Regions from separate parts of the Sus scrofa genome. Here region 2 is linked to region 1. A link is a contact called in public Hi-C data. All regions are on one chromosome and are shown on one strand. The core of a region is the stretch at or near the end of the contact, and the rest is flanking DNA. Distances in the headings are between cores, read along the strand shown. Region 1 overlaps CSPG4 (chondroitin sulfate proteoglycan 4). Region 2 overlaps SIN3A (paired amphipathic helix protein Sin3a).

Region 1 (6,849 bases), core at 2,129-4,628:
CTCTGGGGTGAGGGGTAGAGAAGTATCTGAGGCCAGCTCATTCTCAGGGCCCCACCTTGATGGGCTGATGGCTAGGCCAGCATGGGTCTGTGGCCTCGGAGTGGGTTGGGCTGGGGGGCATGTAGGGTCTCAGGCCAAGAACCACTGCAGTGCCTGTGTTCCCCTGCAGATGGAGGGGTGGGTACTTGGGGGCACTCAGTTCCACGGCGCCTGGATAAATGGTGCTTCAGAGGTTCTGGACAGCTGCGTGTTTTTTGTCTGACTATGCACTGGGCCCTTTTCCCCACCAGCCTACACTCCCCTGATGCGGGCCATCCTGCTGGACCTCAGCCACCAGGATGGATGGGGCCTGAATGTCCACCTCCTAGAGCCTTCCAGATATCCTCTGACAATCTTTTGTGGGATGGAACCAAAGCCTGTCAGTTTAGTAGAGATAGGCTAGATCCTCTCCAAGGAGAAGAAAGAAGGAAGGAAGGAAGGAGGGAAAAAGAGAGAAAGAAAGAAAGAAAGGGAGGGAGGGAGGGAGGGAGGAAGGAAAGAAGGAAGGAAGGAAAGAAGGAAGGAAGGAAGGGGAAAGAAAGAGAGAAAGAAGGGAAAGAAAGAAAAAGAAAGAGAAAAAAGGAAAGAAAGAAAGAGGGAAAGAAAGAAAGAAAGAGAAAGAAGGAAAGAAAGAAAGAGGGAAAGAAAGAAAGAAAGAGATGAAACCAAGAGATGTTCAAAGTCCTAGCCGTAGATTTCTTAGCCCAAGTTTGGCCTCCAGCCCTGCTCCTTTCCACCCACCTTCGGAGCAGCAAAGGTGAGGAGAGAAAGGGACTTGGGGATCCCAAGGCTGGGCCATGGTGCTAGGGGCAGCAAAGGCAGAGGGGGACCACCACTGGTGCTCCCCTCAGCTCCCTGAAGATTTTCACGAGGAAGATTTCTGCTGGTCTCTACCCTTCCAGCAAGAAGACCAAGGTAGCCCTTTCTCAAAGGCAGAATGAGCAGCAAGGGTTCCACAAAGTCAGCTGTCCCTGTACGTGGCCTGAGAGCCCATCTCTTGGTGACAGATGGGTCTGAGACACAGCATCCTCAGAAGACCCTTGGTGAGTTGCCAAGGAGCCACCACCCTCTGGCCCCTTCCCTTTGTAGGGTCTCCCAAGGTCAAGGGCAGTGGAAGCAGATTCTGAGTCCCAGGTTATACTCCAGGCCCTTGGGAGCAGGTTGAAATCCTCAGAAGAAAAGCAGCATGAGGGCCATCTGCGCTCTGCGGTGGGAGGGGGGGGCCCACAGGGGATGATGGGGCCCGAGCACAGCTGGACTGGGTTTGGAGAACCCCAGCCAGCCTTTGGCAGCCTTTGATCTGCGTCACCTCATCCCTGTGCCTCAACATTTGTAACATCTGAACCACGAGTTAGGGCGAGAGAGGAGATTCCCTCCTCCCCCCCGGTGCTGTCCCGGACCACCCCTTCCCAGGATGCCCTTTGCATCTCAGCATCCAGCCTCCTAGAGCCTCCCCTGTTCTCAGAAGTTCTAGAGAGGAAACCTGGAATCCTGCTGGATCACTGCTGAAAAGGCCCCCAGAGGACCAAGGAGGCTGGGGTCGAAAGGGAGGGGAAGAGCGTTGCCCAGAGTCACGCACATCCAGTCAGCTGGAGAGTGGACCAGGCCCCTGAGGCACAGCCAGCTCCTGTTGTCACACTGCAAGCCTCCTCCTCACAGAAGGTGGCCAGGACCCATAAGAGAGGGCCCTGCAGCGATCCCTCCATACCCAGAGTTCTCGATCCTGGCCCCAGCTTCCTTTCACAAGCCTGGTCTCTCCAGCAACCCCCAGGCCAGCCTCATCCAGGGGCTCTGTCAAGGGCATCTCCATGCCACACCCCACTGTCTGCCCTACCTCTCCCCGGGGATCGCAAGGCTGCATCCTCAGGGCCCTGATATCCAGGGCCAGTCTCCACCCAGGACAACCAGTTTCCCTGGGAGTGTAAGCCGAGGAGGGTGACAGACCTGCCAGGCAGGATCTGGCCTCGGCTCAGGTTTCCCCCAGAGGTCTGCTGACACCCTCTCTGTTCCCGCAGCCTGGCCTGCCCTGCCCCCAGTGAGCTGGCACGGGCTGACACTACTCCAGCTCATCTCAGCCTGGGCTGGACAGTGGGCTGGCATCCAGGCTCTGTGCCAGCAGCTCTGCCAAGACCTGGGAGAGGATCATTCACTGGCATACCAACCTCAAAACCCGTTCTAAATATGGGGGCTCGATTTAAGTAAACCCTTGCTGGTTTCAGACATGCATCAGAGGCTTAAGAGGGTTGTCACCCACCTTAAAAACTAACTCACCGTTCCTTCCTTTAGGGAGCCAGTTCCTTCTAGGCACTGAGGATAGGAGCCAAGCTGTGTACAAGTGCCCAGGAATGTCCAGGAATCTCCGACCGTCTTATACACTCACGTGCACACACGTGCATGCACACACGTGCATGCACACACAATGCTCTTGTGCTCAAAGCTGTTCACTTTCAGACCTTCAGAAACAAAACACAGAGATAAATACTTGCTTATGTAATACATATGCGTGCGAACACACACACATGCACACACAAGTGCACACACAAACTTTAAAGTTAGGTGAACCTCATCTATGGCCCTCCCACTGTCCCAGGAGCCAAGGACCAGGATGTCCTGTCCCCAGACCCAAGCTGACATCAGCAGAGCTGGAAGTGACCCCACATCAAGAAGGGTGGATGATGGGGGTGTCGGGAACAGAGTAAGGGTTGCCAGAGGGGCCCGGGTCCCCAGCTTGGAAGCTTGGAAGCCACCCTCAATGGTTTAGCCTCTTAGGTGCTGAGGAAGGAGCTCCCTTTGAGTCCCTCTCCTCATTCTAGGAACTGGCCCTTTAAGGAAGTTTCTATGGCAGCTGTAGAAGCTACAGAGCTGGAACCATCATCCTCCAATAGGAAGCAAGAGAAGTGGTCCTCCTCCTCCTCCTCCTCCCAACTAACCCCTCCTGACCAATGAGAACTGTCAGGGGTGCTGGCATCTTCCTCTGAGTCCTGAAGATTCCAGATCTTAAAGGGATGGAGGTACCAGGGCAGCCCCCCAGAGTTCTCTGGTTGGGTCTTCTGTTCCTGGCTGTCACATGTGAGGGAGCTCTGGCAAGTAAATGGAGCTGAGATGGGGACCAGACCTGTTGGACCCCTCTCTGCACAGCCCCTGTCCCATCCTAAGCCTCTTATAGTTAACACCATCCCTGGGTAGTTATTACTGGGATTAGTCAGGCATTGACAAGGGCATTTGGTGCCAAAAATGCTGTGGGACATACAGATAGAAATTTACCCAACCCTTCCTGAAGAGCTCCAGACATGCCAGTGAGTCTCTACCACACCACGTGTGCCCTAACCCAGCAACGTGAGCTGGCTGCTGAGGGCAAGCCCAGAGTGGGAGGGAAGCTGGCTCTGACTGCTTCCTCCTCTTCTTACAGACTGTCCGGCCTTTCCATGGAAGGAGCAGCCACGCAGTGGCTAATGCCGAGCATTCCCAACTGAGCTCCTGGTCACATTTCCATTTTCAGTGCAATGAGGTATAGTGTTTAACTGATAGCTGCTATCCTCATAAAAGGTGCCAGCTCCTCAGAGAGTCCCCTGTGTCCACGAGTATAACTGGTGGGTTGTGGTGTGTTCCTTCACGTGTCAGATGCCCTAGGAGTCCCTAAAGACAGAAGCAGCCCTTGGTTAAATCAACCAGTTGCCAAGAAGGAACTTTTGTACCCAAACGCAGCCTCAGCTGAGGGCTGGAGGATCTTCCCAGGCCCCCAACCTGGGAACTGCCAGCTCTGTTAGCCCAGAGCCCAGAGCTAAACCCAAGACTTCCTTCTGATGCCTGGTGAGCAAGCTTACAGAGGCTGCAAGTGTCGGCCATGAACCCCCAATTAGATGGATTGTCTAAGTCCTCGAAGCAGAGGAGAGTGAGGTTGACAGCGGCCAGGTCTGATCCAGTGGGGAGGGACTGCAGGGAGTAGCCCACTCCCACCCTTACCTCCCAAAAACAGGTCCCTGGAAGTGCAGCAGCCCCTGCAGTCTGCCTTCTGTGATCCAGCTGGTCCTTCCTTCCCTGTCTTCTCCCTGCCTGCAGAGGGAGGGACTAAGGGAGGTGTCCAGCCAAGGTCACCAGTCGGGTGCATTGGGTCGCCCCCAGGGCAGAGCAGCAGCCAGCAGAGGGGGAGGAAGCTGCCTATCCAACTACCAGCCAGGCCTGATCTGTAAGCTGGGGGGTAGCCTGCAAAGGGTGTGGAGCAAGAGAGGCCTGACACAGTCCCTTCCACCCCCAGAACAATTGGCTGTGGCCCCCAGCCTGGGCGAAGGCCCCAGCCCACTGCACCTTGTAGTAAACATAGTTCAGTGCTGTGTGCCCCCTCGGGGCAGCGTCCAGCCGGCCCAGTGCGAGGCCCGTAGAGATGATCAGTAAACATGTATGGCCGGGATGCAGCCCCTCCCTTCCCATAGGCCAAGAGGTTTCTAACCACCAACCCCACCCAGACCTCCTTCCTGGCTTCCCTCATCCCCACGGGGCTGGTGAGGCTTCTCGTGGCTGCTCTGCCCCTCACATCTCATCCAGAGTCCAGGCAGACCTTAAGTTTCTAGGGTTTTAATCTGCCCATCCCAGACTCTTCAGAGTTCGCTTCCTGTCTCTCCACCACCTGTGGCTCCCTCCCACCCAGACATCTGGGCTCTATCTGCCCAGAACCTCAAGGGAAGAACCCTTTGACCAAATTAAATGTGGGAGCCCACCACAGACAGAGTCAATGTTGATTAAATAGGGCAGGAAGTGGGGGACAACCCAGAACCTCTCATACTTAGCCTCCCCTGCTGCTCCAGCCCCTCCTAAGACATCTCTGTGCCAGCAGGTCTGACCACTGCAGGGGTCCCCTGATCTCAATCTTCCCCGGCAAGGAGTAGAACAGAGCCAAGGGTGACTCCCCTCTACCCTACCCAAGGGACCCCCTGCATTCAACTCAGGGGCTCAGAGTCCCAACCTTAGAAGAAGGACTGGCCGCAGTCACACTGCAATTCACTAGCAGAGCTGGGCCTCCTGGAGGCTCAGATCCTCTCCAGATGCCAAGGCCAAGGATGCAGCTCTCAGCAGTGGGATTCCTGGCACCTGGAGAGGCATCAGGGCACATGCAGGTAGGCCAGGGCTGCCAGACATGCTGGCCAGGGCAGAGACCTCCAAGAACCAGAGAGGAGCAGGGGGAACCCTGTTGGGTCTTGTTGGGGAAGGTGGAGCCTATTGTAAAGGGCTAGTGAGCAAGAAGGCAGGTGGGTGAGGCTGGCAGAGCCTGGGCACTCCTGGAAGGTAGTGACTCAGGCTGGAAGGGCCCCTTCTGAGTCAGCCCTGCTAAAAGGTTGCCTCGTGGGGGTGGCACCTGGACAGGTGGCTGGGGCAGGGCCTGGGGCGCCAAGGAGGTTCTAAGCCTCAAGACCTCAGCTCCTAGGCCCCATGAGCTGCCCTGAGAACCTTAGAGTCTGGGGACTGAACCCACAAACTGAAGGAGAGAAGGTAGAGGTGGTGAGTGTGTCATTCCCATGAACTTGTACGAATCCTCCCACCTGTTCTAACTCCTAAGGGGGTCATGACCCAAGAGAGTATGGAGCCAGGACTGGGGGAGCAGGCTGCCTGCTTTCTATCTAGAGCCCCACTTCTTCCTTCCTGCCCCATTTCCTGTCCCTACCGGCATCCGTGCGATGTGGCTAGCCAGAGGCTCAGGCCAGCTCCCACTCCTCTGCCTGAGTTAGGACCTATAAAAATTTTTCAAAGGGTCATTGCTGTGGCAAAGCTCTCAGACTAGCAAGAGGCACCTAGGAAACCCTCAGTAAGTGTTGACCGCAGTGATTAGTGGCTTTTATAATAACAGATATTATTGAATTACCAAGCACATCATCTAGCATGTTGTAGGTGCTTCACAAATGTCCGAAGTTGGTGTTGCTGTGATTTTTTATAATTTATTATAGCCATCACAGCGCCTAGCGCAGAGTAGCTGCTACGCAATGTTTGGTCTTCCTGGAAGGCCACGTGCATGCATCTCCACCTGGAGGAGAGGACACGGAGGCACTCTGCTTCGCTGGGCTTTGGCAGGGAGAGTTGCAGTGTGCAGCGAGGCGTCAAGTTCTGGGTAGGAGAAGCCGGCGGCCCCACTCTGACCTCCCCTCCTCTGTGCGCGCCACCCCACCCCCCGTTGATTTGGAGGGCCTCCCTGAGGTTGTAGGGGGGGTGGTGACCATCTGGCTACCTTGGAAGAGGCTTGGCCCCAGGGACCCAAGAAGCAGGAAGCTCACTGGAACCTGCTGCCCTGGGGGAGGAGGACAGGGTCGGGGGGTGGGAGGAGGATCCCGGGCTGTCCCTGAAGAACGGGGAGCAGAGCGCTGAGGTTAAGGCAGAGCAGGAGCAGGGAGGAAGATGATGCAGAGCCTGAGTGAGGAGGAGATGGCCTGGAGCAGGCAGGGCTCAGAAATGGGGCAGAGTGATGCTCCTGTGGAAGCTGGGTCTGAATGGAAGCAGTCCCCGGGAGTCAACCTGAGGCTGGGCTGAAAGCACTTCCTACTTTCCACCTTCCAGGGCCTGCCCCTCACGATGCAGAACTGGGGTGGGGAGTAGAGGGCTCTGAGCCCCAGACCAGCACCCAGTTGCCCCCAGTTTGAATGGTTTCAGTTGCCCAACTACCCAGGGGTCACCCTAGGAGCCTTAGAAACTGGCCAGGATGGGGTACCACCACCTCTCTTCCCCACATCCCACCCCCCACTGATGCCAGCCCAACCTGGCAGGGCTGGAGTGCCAAGGAGGAAGGAGACCACCCACTCTGTGGGCTGGAAGGGCAGACTCCTGCTA
Region 2 (6,849 bases), core at 1,728-4,227, 230 kb after region 1:
TTAAAGTAAATCCTAGATCTCATATCGTATCCTCCATAAATATTAACTTAGAATTTTAAAAAATGGTCCCAGTTCTGTCCCATTTTCCATATAAGTCTAAAATGTCTGAAAGATACAAATCGTTGTGGTATCAAACACATTATCTTTTTGTTTTTGAATGTTTGGGATTGGAAAATAATGGCTGCTATGGTGTAGTCTCGTAGGTCTGTTTATCATCTCTGTAGGTATGTCACATAATGCTTTCTTTCTCTTTCCTGTTAGAGGCAAGAGCAGGCTACGGAAGAAAATGCTGGTGTGCCTGTTGGCCCACACCTCTCACTTGCCTATGAAGATAAGCAGATTCTGGAAGATGCTGCTGCTCTGATTATCCACCATGTGAAGAGGCAGACAGGCATTCAGAAGGAGGACAAATATAAAATCAAGCAAATCATGCATCACTTCATTCCAGATCTGCTCTTTGCTCAGAGAGGTGATCTCTCGGATGTGGAGGAAGAGGAAGAAGAAGAGATGGATGTAGATGAAGCCACAGGGGCAGCTAAGAAGCACAATGGTGTTGGGGGCAGTCCCCCTAAGTCCAAGCTACTGTTTAGTAACACAGCAGCTCAGAAGTTAAGAGGGATGGATGAAGTATACAACCTCTTCTATGTTAATAATAACTGGTATATCTTTATGCGACTGCACCAGATACTCTGCCTGAGGCTGCTGCGGATTTGTTCCCAAGCTGAACGGCAAATTGAGGAAGAAAACCGAGAGAGAGAGTGGGAACGGGAAGTGCTAGGCATAAAGAGAGACAAGAGTGACAGCCCTGCCATCCAGTTACGCCTCAAAGAACCTAGTAAGTGTTTAGTTGATTGGTCTACAAGAGAGTGTGTTGGCCTACAGAAGATGTGAAGGGTTGGGGACCTCAGAACCTAGTTAGACTCTGAACTGCTTTCTTGCTTTCTTTTCTTTCTTTTCACGGCTGTACCTATAGCATGTGGAAGTTCCCAGGCTAGGGGTTGAATTGGAGCTGCAGCTGCAGGCCTGTGCCACAGCAGCAACGGATCAGAGCTGCATCTTTAACCTATGCTGCAGCTTGTGGCAACACCGGATCCCTGATCCGCAGAGGGAGGCCAGGGACTGAACTCTCATCTTCATAGAAACATTGAGTCCTTAACCTCCTGAGCCACACTGGGGACTCAAGGGCTGCTTTCTGTTATACGTAGAATACAGGCAGGCCTTATAACACTGCAGTTTACTGGTTGTGTGGCCTTACTTAAACTCTCTGAATCTGTTTAGCTATAAAGTGGAGGTGCTACTTGTTGTCTTGTGGGGTTGTTAGGAGAATTGGAGAAAATATTCGAAGCACCCTTCATGTTGCTTGGATCATGGACACTAGCTGCTATAATGGACACCAGGGACGTGGGTGTCGGTTACCATCAGTTTCCCAAATGGCAGATCTCTGGGTTCCTGCAAAGTGTTTAAAGGACAGAGTGACTAAATCAAATCCATTACATAAATTCCTAGTTATTCATGCCTGAGACAGATGCAGGTAAGGAGATGGGGACTCAGGAGATGGCTCGAGATAGCAGAATAGGCAGAACAGAAATGAAGATAGAAAACTCAGGAAAAGAAACTAAATGAAGGGCAAGGAAGCCACCTTGTGCTCTAAGTAATTCTGTGCCACTTGCTTCTAGATAAGTCTTCAGGTCATAAGTTAAATACTTGAGCTGTGAGCCAGAAGCCTTTTTGTAAAGCCTTCTATGCTCTTTAGGAAATAGCCAGTCTTTTTTGGCATGAATTATCTTTTTTTTTTTTTTTTTTTTTTTTTTAACTTGCTGATGTAAGAAGCCCTTGTGAAGGACTGGCTTTCTATCTATTGAAAAGCTCCCCCTAGGAATTAATTCTAATAGCCTTTATCTGGATTAATCCTAGCTTGACAGAGACAATTTTAAGAACTCAATGTGGTGATTCCATCTGCTTGGGTAAAAATGAGAGAGAAAATGGCCTAATCCTGGCTTGACCATTGACTTAACCTGGTTTGATGCTTACAAAGTTTGTTCTTGAGTAATAATGCCGAGCCTTACACTGATTGTGGCCCATGTGTACGGGTCTGTGATTTGTACTCATAGCTTTATTCTGACATGAAAGTGGTTTTCACAGGAGTAGCACTGCCCATGCCTATGCTGCAGATCTGAACACAGTGATATTCGGTAATGAAATTGAAGCCAGTTGCTTCTTTTAAATAGTAATTGTCCTGTTTTGCCTATCTTTAATCCATCACACTTCAAGTAAGTGGAAATGGACTCAGCTTTTGCTTTCAGACTTCTTTCCCCTCTACAGACTTTAAAAAGAGGTAACTAAATGTCAGAGACACAGAGTTCTTTTTGTAATTTTTTCTTTTTTCGTTTTAGTGAACTTTTTATTGAAGTGAAACACATATACAGAAAAGTATACAAATCTGAATTGTATAGCTCAGTGAATTTTTTTTCCAACTGCTGTTTTATTTTTTTATTTAGCTCAATGAATTTTTACAAAGCAAACACACCCGTGTAACCGGCAGCCCAGATCAAGAAAGAACACAACCAGTACCCTCAGTAGTCCCTTCTTGCCACTGTCTTTCTGCCAGTGCTGGAGATCAAATTTGCCTGTGTTTGAGCTTTACGTAAATGGGTCTTATTTTAGTAAGCTAAAGGCGGAGGCCTTTCACCTTTCCTTGTGCCCTCTGCTAGTTGCCAGACTGACAAGATGCCAGCTAGTGGTTGAATTGATTCATATGCAGCGAGTACAGATCATTTAATGTAATTTGTGAAGTACAATGTTGGGAATCCATTTTTAAACAAAAGGACTTTGACAAATGCAGATTACTTCATTATTCATAGATGATTTAATTTGTGCTCCTATTTTTCTATTCCCGAGAGGTTTCCCAGTGATAGGTATGGCTCTGTCTTTTCTCTTCAGCACTTTATGCTTTGCCGAAATAGCTGTATGAGCAAGTGACCCATGTGAGGCATGCTCTTTGCAGGCTGTGAGAACAGGTTCCTCTCACAGCAGGGAGCCCACAACGTTATGAAGAAACGTCTTCCCTGGGATATTTTGCTCTCCTCTCACCCAGATCCCAGCCATACTTAAGTGTCTTTCTGGCTGGAGTGTTAAGAAGCCTCTGTTAAAGTTGCAGAGTCACTCTCCTTTGATAGACAACACTGGGGGTTGTAGCCACCTGTCAAGATTTCATCTTTCTGCAGCAGACTGAATGGGTATGTTTCGAATACATAGCGTTTGTTCTTTCAAATGCTCTTTAGGCCAGCTGTGGGGTTTGCCCTGCCCTCTCCGATCTTTTTTTAGTAGGGTGAGGCCTCACCTATCCTCTCTCTCCCACAGTGGATGTTGATGTAGAAGATTATTACCCAGCTTTCCTGGACATGGTGCGGAGCCTGCTGGATGGCAACATAGACTCGTCCCAGTACGAAGATTCTCTGAGAGAGATGTTCACCATTCATGCCTACATTGCCTTTACCATGGACAAACTCATCCAGAGCATTGTGAGACAGGTGAGGGCGTGGTGGAGGCTAGGGTTGCTGAGGGAGAAAGTCTTTACCTAAAGATGGATCGGGAAAGAGAAAAGGCAAGATTTCTGTTGGGAAAGGAAAGGCAGTCTTCTCATAAAATGATGTTTGTGAATACATGGTTCTATAGAGAAGAGGGGGAGGTTAACGTGACATCACATTTCTCCTGTTAACAGAGTAGCAGTACTTTAGCCGTGTGGTTGACTCCTTTGCTTGGCTCAGGATGCCCTGTAAGCCTACCTCAGACCTGATCTTTTGCCTCAAGCATCAGTCCTGACCCCAGCTCCCTGCCCTGACTTCCCAGTTCGTACCTCGTGTACCAGGCGTGAGCTCGGTTTTCTCTTCTGTACGTGTTGGTAATTCTATGGGATTTTCCTCATTTAACATTTGGAGTTTTTTCTCACAAGAGTTTCATATTACATCTTTTAAAATATTCTGTCCACCTTACTATCTGAGGTTCCCTCTGAATTAAATTTGTGGTTGATTTTGTGGTTTATTCCTATGGCACCTTGGGAGTTTGTAATAGTCAGGTTTCCACTCCTTTGTCTTGAGTTCTGAATGCTCGAAGGATCAGATTCTGGTCAGTGCACTGCTTTCTTTAAAGTGAAAACTTGTAAAAAGAAAATACTAATTCTAGAGTCCTTACCATCACTATGGGGGGTGGGGGGAAGCTTGTTGCTCAGTGTTTTTTGGGGTAAAATAAGGAATCGTTGGCTAAGCACTCATGCTTTTGCCTTGAATTTAGAAGGATGCATGATGGAGTTCCCGTCGTGGCTCAGTAGTAACAAACCAGACTAGTATCCATGAGGAGTTGGGTTCAATCCCCGGCCTTGCTCAATGGGTTAAGGATCTTGTGTTGCTGTGATCTGTGGTGCAGGTTGCAGACAGGGCTCAGATCCTGAGTGGCTGTGGCCGTGGTATAGGCCGGCAGCTGCAGCTTCTATTCAACCCCTAGCCAGGGAACCTCCATATGCTGCAGGTGTGGCCCAAAAAAGACAAAAAAAAAAGAGGGTTGTGTGACTCTGCACCCCTCTCACAGGATCTACTCAGAGTCAAAGAGTGCTTCACATAATTGAATCTTGGCATCTTCATGAAAGTGGTCAGGCAGAGAGCTGAAAGTTGAAGAGGTTATTAGGCCTTCCCTTCTGTATGGTGATGCACAGAAATCATTATGTAGATACAATGCACTATTGTCAGAATTTTTGAAAGACTGATGCCTGTTAATTTCTCCTAAATTTATGTGAAATAGACTCCAGTTATTATGTGCTTATGTTTCTGCTTACAAGTTTGCTGCTGCTACAGCTAGCAGTAAAGTCTTTCATACTTCCAGCATAATTTTAAAAATCCAATACCACCAGCTTTTTGTAAGCCTAAGTTGTTTGGCTTTTTTAGACAATAGCTATAATTTGTCCATTTACTATGGGCACCTGGTTATGATTTTGAGTTAATATTATGTAAAAATATCCAGTCTTTTTTCAAAGTGGAGGTAGGTTTTATCCAGAAATCCAAATTGTGTTTTTAAAGCATATGTTTATGCTTTTCATCTTAACTCCTCAATTAAAGGTGACGTCTCTTATTCTCTCTTTTGCCATTCTCCCAGAGTTTGTTGCTGACTGGAGATGGAACATATATTTCCAAGTTCAAATCATATATTTATCTTAACTTTTCCAGACTAGTTGAAGAGGAATTTGTCGTAAGGATACACTAGGCAGTCTCACAAACATGTAGTATGGGACTCAGATATGACCAGACCATATAGAGATTAGACGGGGAAGGTTTTTTTCCCCTCTCCTGTGTACTTCCTTTCTGGACGTCTGCTCCATCCTCATGCTTCTCTGCTTAGATGAACACTCAGCTTCTCCAGTCCCCTGAGACTTTAACTTGCTGAGGCAGTGCTCCTGGCCTGGCATTACCTGACCTTTCCATCCAGGTGCTTTTCTTTAAAGGGTCTACCAGATGGATACATTGTGTCACTTCAAATTAGCAGGAGAGAGAATCTGACCAGCCTGGTGTGGGAGTTGCCCAGTTGTCTCTGGATTTAAAATGCTGCCCTTTGCAAAGACTGGAAGGGGCCAGATATCCAAGAAGAGGGTGTGGATAGGGAGTTGGTGATGTGGTCTACTGTAACAGTAGGGTATAAAGAAGAAGTATCTACATGGCAGAGACCATGCTTTGGGCACACTTATTTTTTACTTTGCTTTTCTTCCCTCCTAGACACTGTATCTTAAGCTTTCCTCTGTATCGTCAGGTTATCATAAGCATTGTTTTTTAAAAATATTTATTCATTTTTTTATGGCCACTCCTGCAGCATAAGGAAGTTCCCAGGCAAGGGGTCAAATTGGAGCTGCAGCTGTAGGCCTACATCACAGCCACGGCATCACCAGATCCTTAACACACTGAGTGAGGCCAGGGATTGAGCGAGCCCACATCCTCATGGATACTAGGTCAGGTTCCTTACCACTGAGCCACAAGGGGAACTCCTCAAAAGCATTATTTTAATGGTCACAGTAAAATTCGTTGTCTGGACTAAATGTAATTTAATCATCTCCAGTTGCTGGCCTTTCTACCACCATCAAATCACTCATCCTTCTGACCTTGCACTTTGTCCATTTATCTATAAATATATATACTTGTCATTTAAAAAACATTTAATTGTTAAAATAAGTATGGTTACTAGCACTTGAAAAAGAGTGTATCTTCCTAAAAATAGAATGGCTTAGTGGTTATGAGAATTTTGAAGTAAAACAGACACATTGATATTACAGTTAACATTTTGCTTTCTTCTGGTATCTTTTTCACATTCTTTGGCATTATTTTACTGGGTAAAGTTTCATTGGAGGGAATTTTTATTTCATAATAGATATATCATCATAACCTAAGAGAACAGAAGCTCTGAAAGGTTCAACTTTCTAGCATCAGATATTTTAATAAGATAGTCACAAAAGTTACCAATAGTCGATCGTAATTGATCTGTGTTGAAAATGAGTTAATTAACATTATACAATTTCAGTACTATACTTTCATTATCAGATATGGAAAAATAGGGGGTATGTTAGAAAGAATATTGGCCAAGAGGTCTGGGAACTTGAATGTGAGTCCTGACTCAGCTCCTTCAGCTGAGCGCCCCTGACCAATTAATTCAGCAACAAATTCTTCGATATCTAATGCGTTTCAGACTTCATATTAGGTCTGGGAATATAGACCTGGATCTTGCTTTCATGGTTCTTCACGGTCCCTCTCTTGACCTTGGCACACAATGAATTTTCTTATCTAACAGGTAAATTTGTCTCATATGGAACAGGGC

What was found. A called contact is a pair of places that touch in the nucleus more often than the background predicts.
Region 2: a Hi-C map of skeletal muscle shows a contact between it and region 1, with 2.5 times the contacts expected there. The contact joins two enhancer-like sites. A contact is called at or near these places in 1 of 47 Hi-C or Micro-C datasets (skeletal muscle) and 1 of 2 datasets of contacts at active chromatin or transcription factors (skeletal muscle).

What each region holds. Positions count from the first base shown.
Region 1 is chr7:57,988,098-57,994,946 of Sscrofa11.1, forward strand. It overlaps CSPG4 (chondroitin sulfate proteoglycan 4), which reads left to right. Exons shown (of 10, transcript XM_003128485.6): 10 at 1-505. Among named protein-coding and RNA genes, the nearest start is that of SNX33, 24 kb to the right of the region's middle. Within about 2 kb of position 3,379, at least 24 of the 83 cell types and tissues checked have an H3K27ac peak or open chromatin away from gene starts, as enhancers often do. A contact at or near this core is called in skeletal muscle, where this site is marked.
Region 2 is chr7:58,222,559-58,229,407 of Sscrofa11.1, forward strand. It overlaps SIN3A (paired amphipathic helix protein Sin3a), which reads left to right. Exons shown (of 23, transcript XM_021099023.1): 17 at 262-835; 18 at 3,361-3,530. Among named protein-coding and RNA genes, the nearest start is that of MAN2C1, 21 kb to the right of the region's middle. Within about 2 kb of position 2,978, at least 2 of the 83 cell types and tissues checked have an H3K27ac peak or open chromatin away from gene starts, as enhancers often do. A contact at or near this core is called in skeletal muscle, where this site is marked.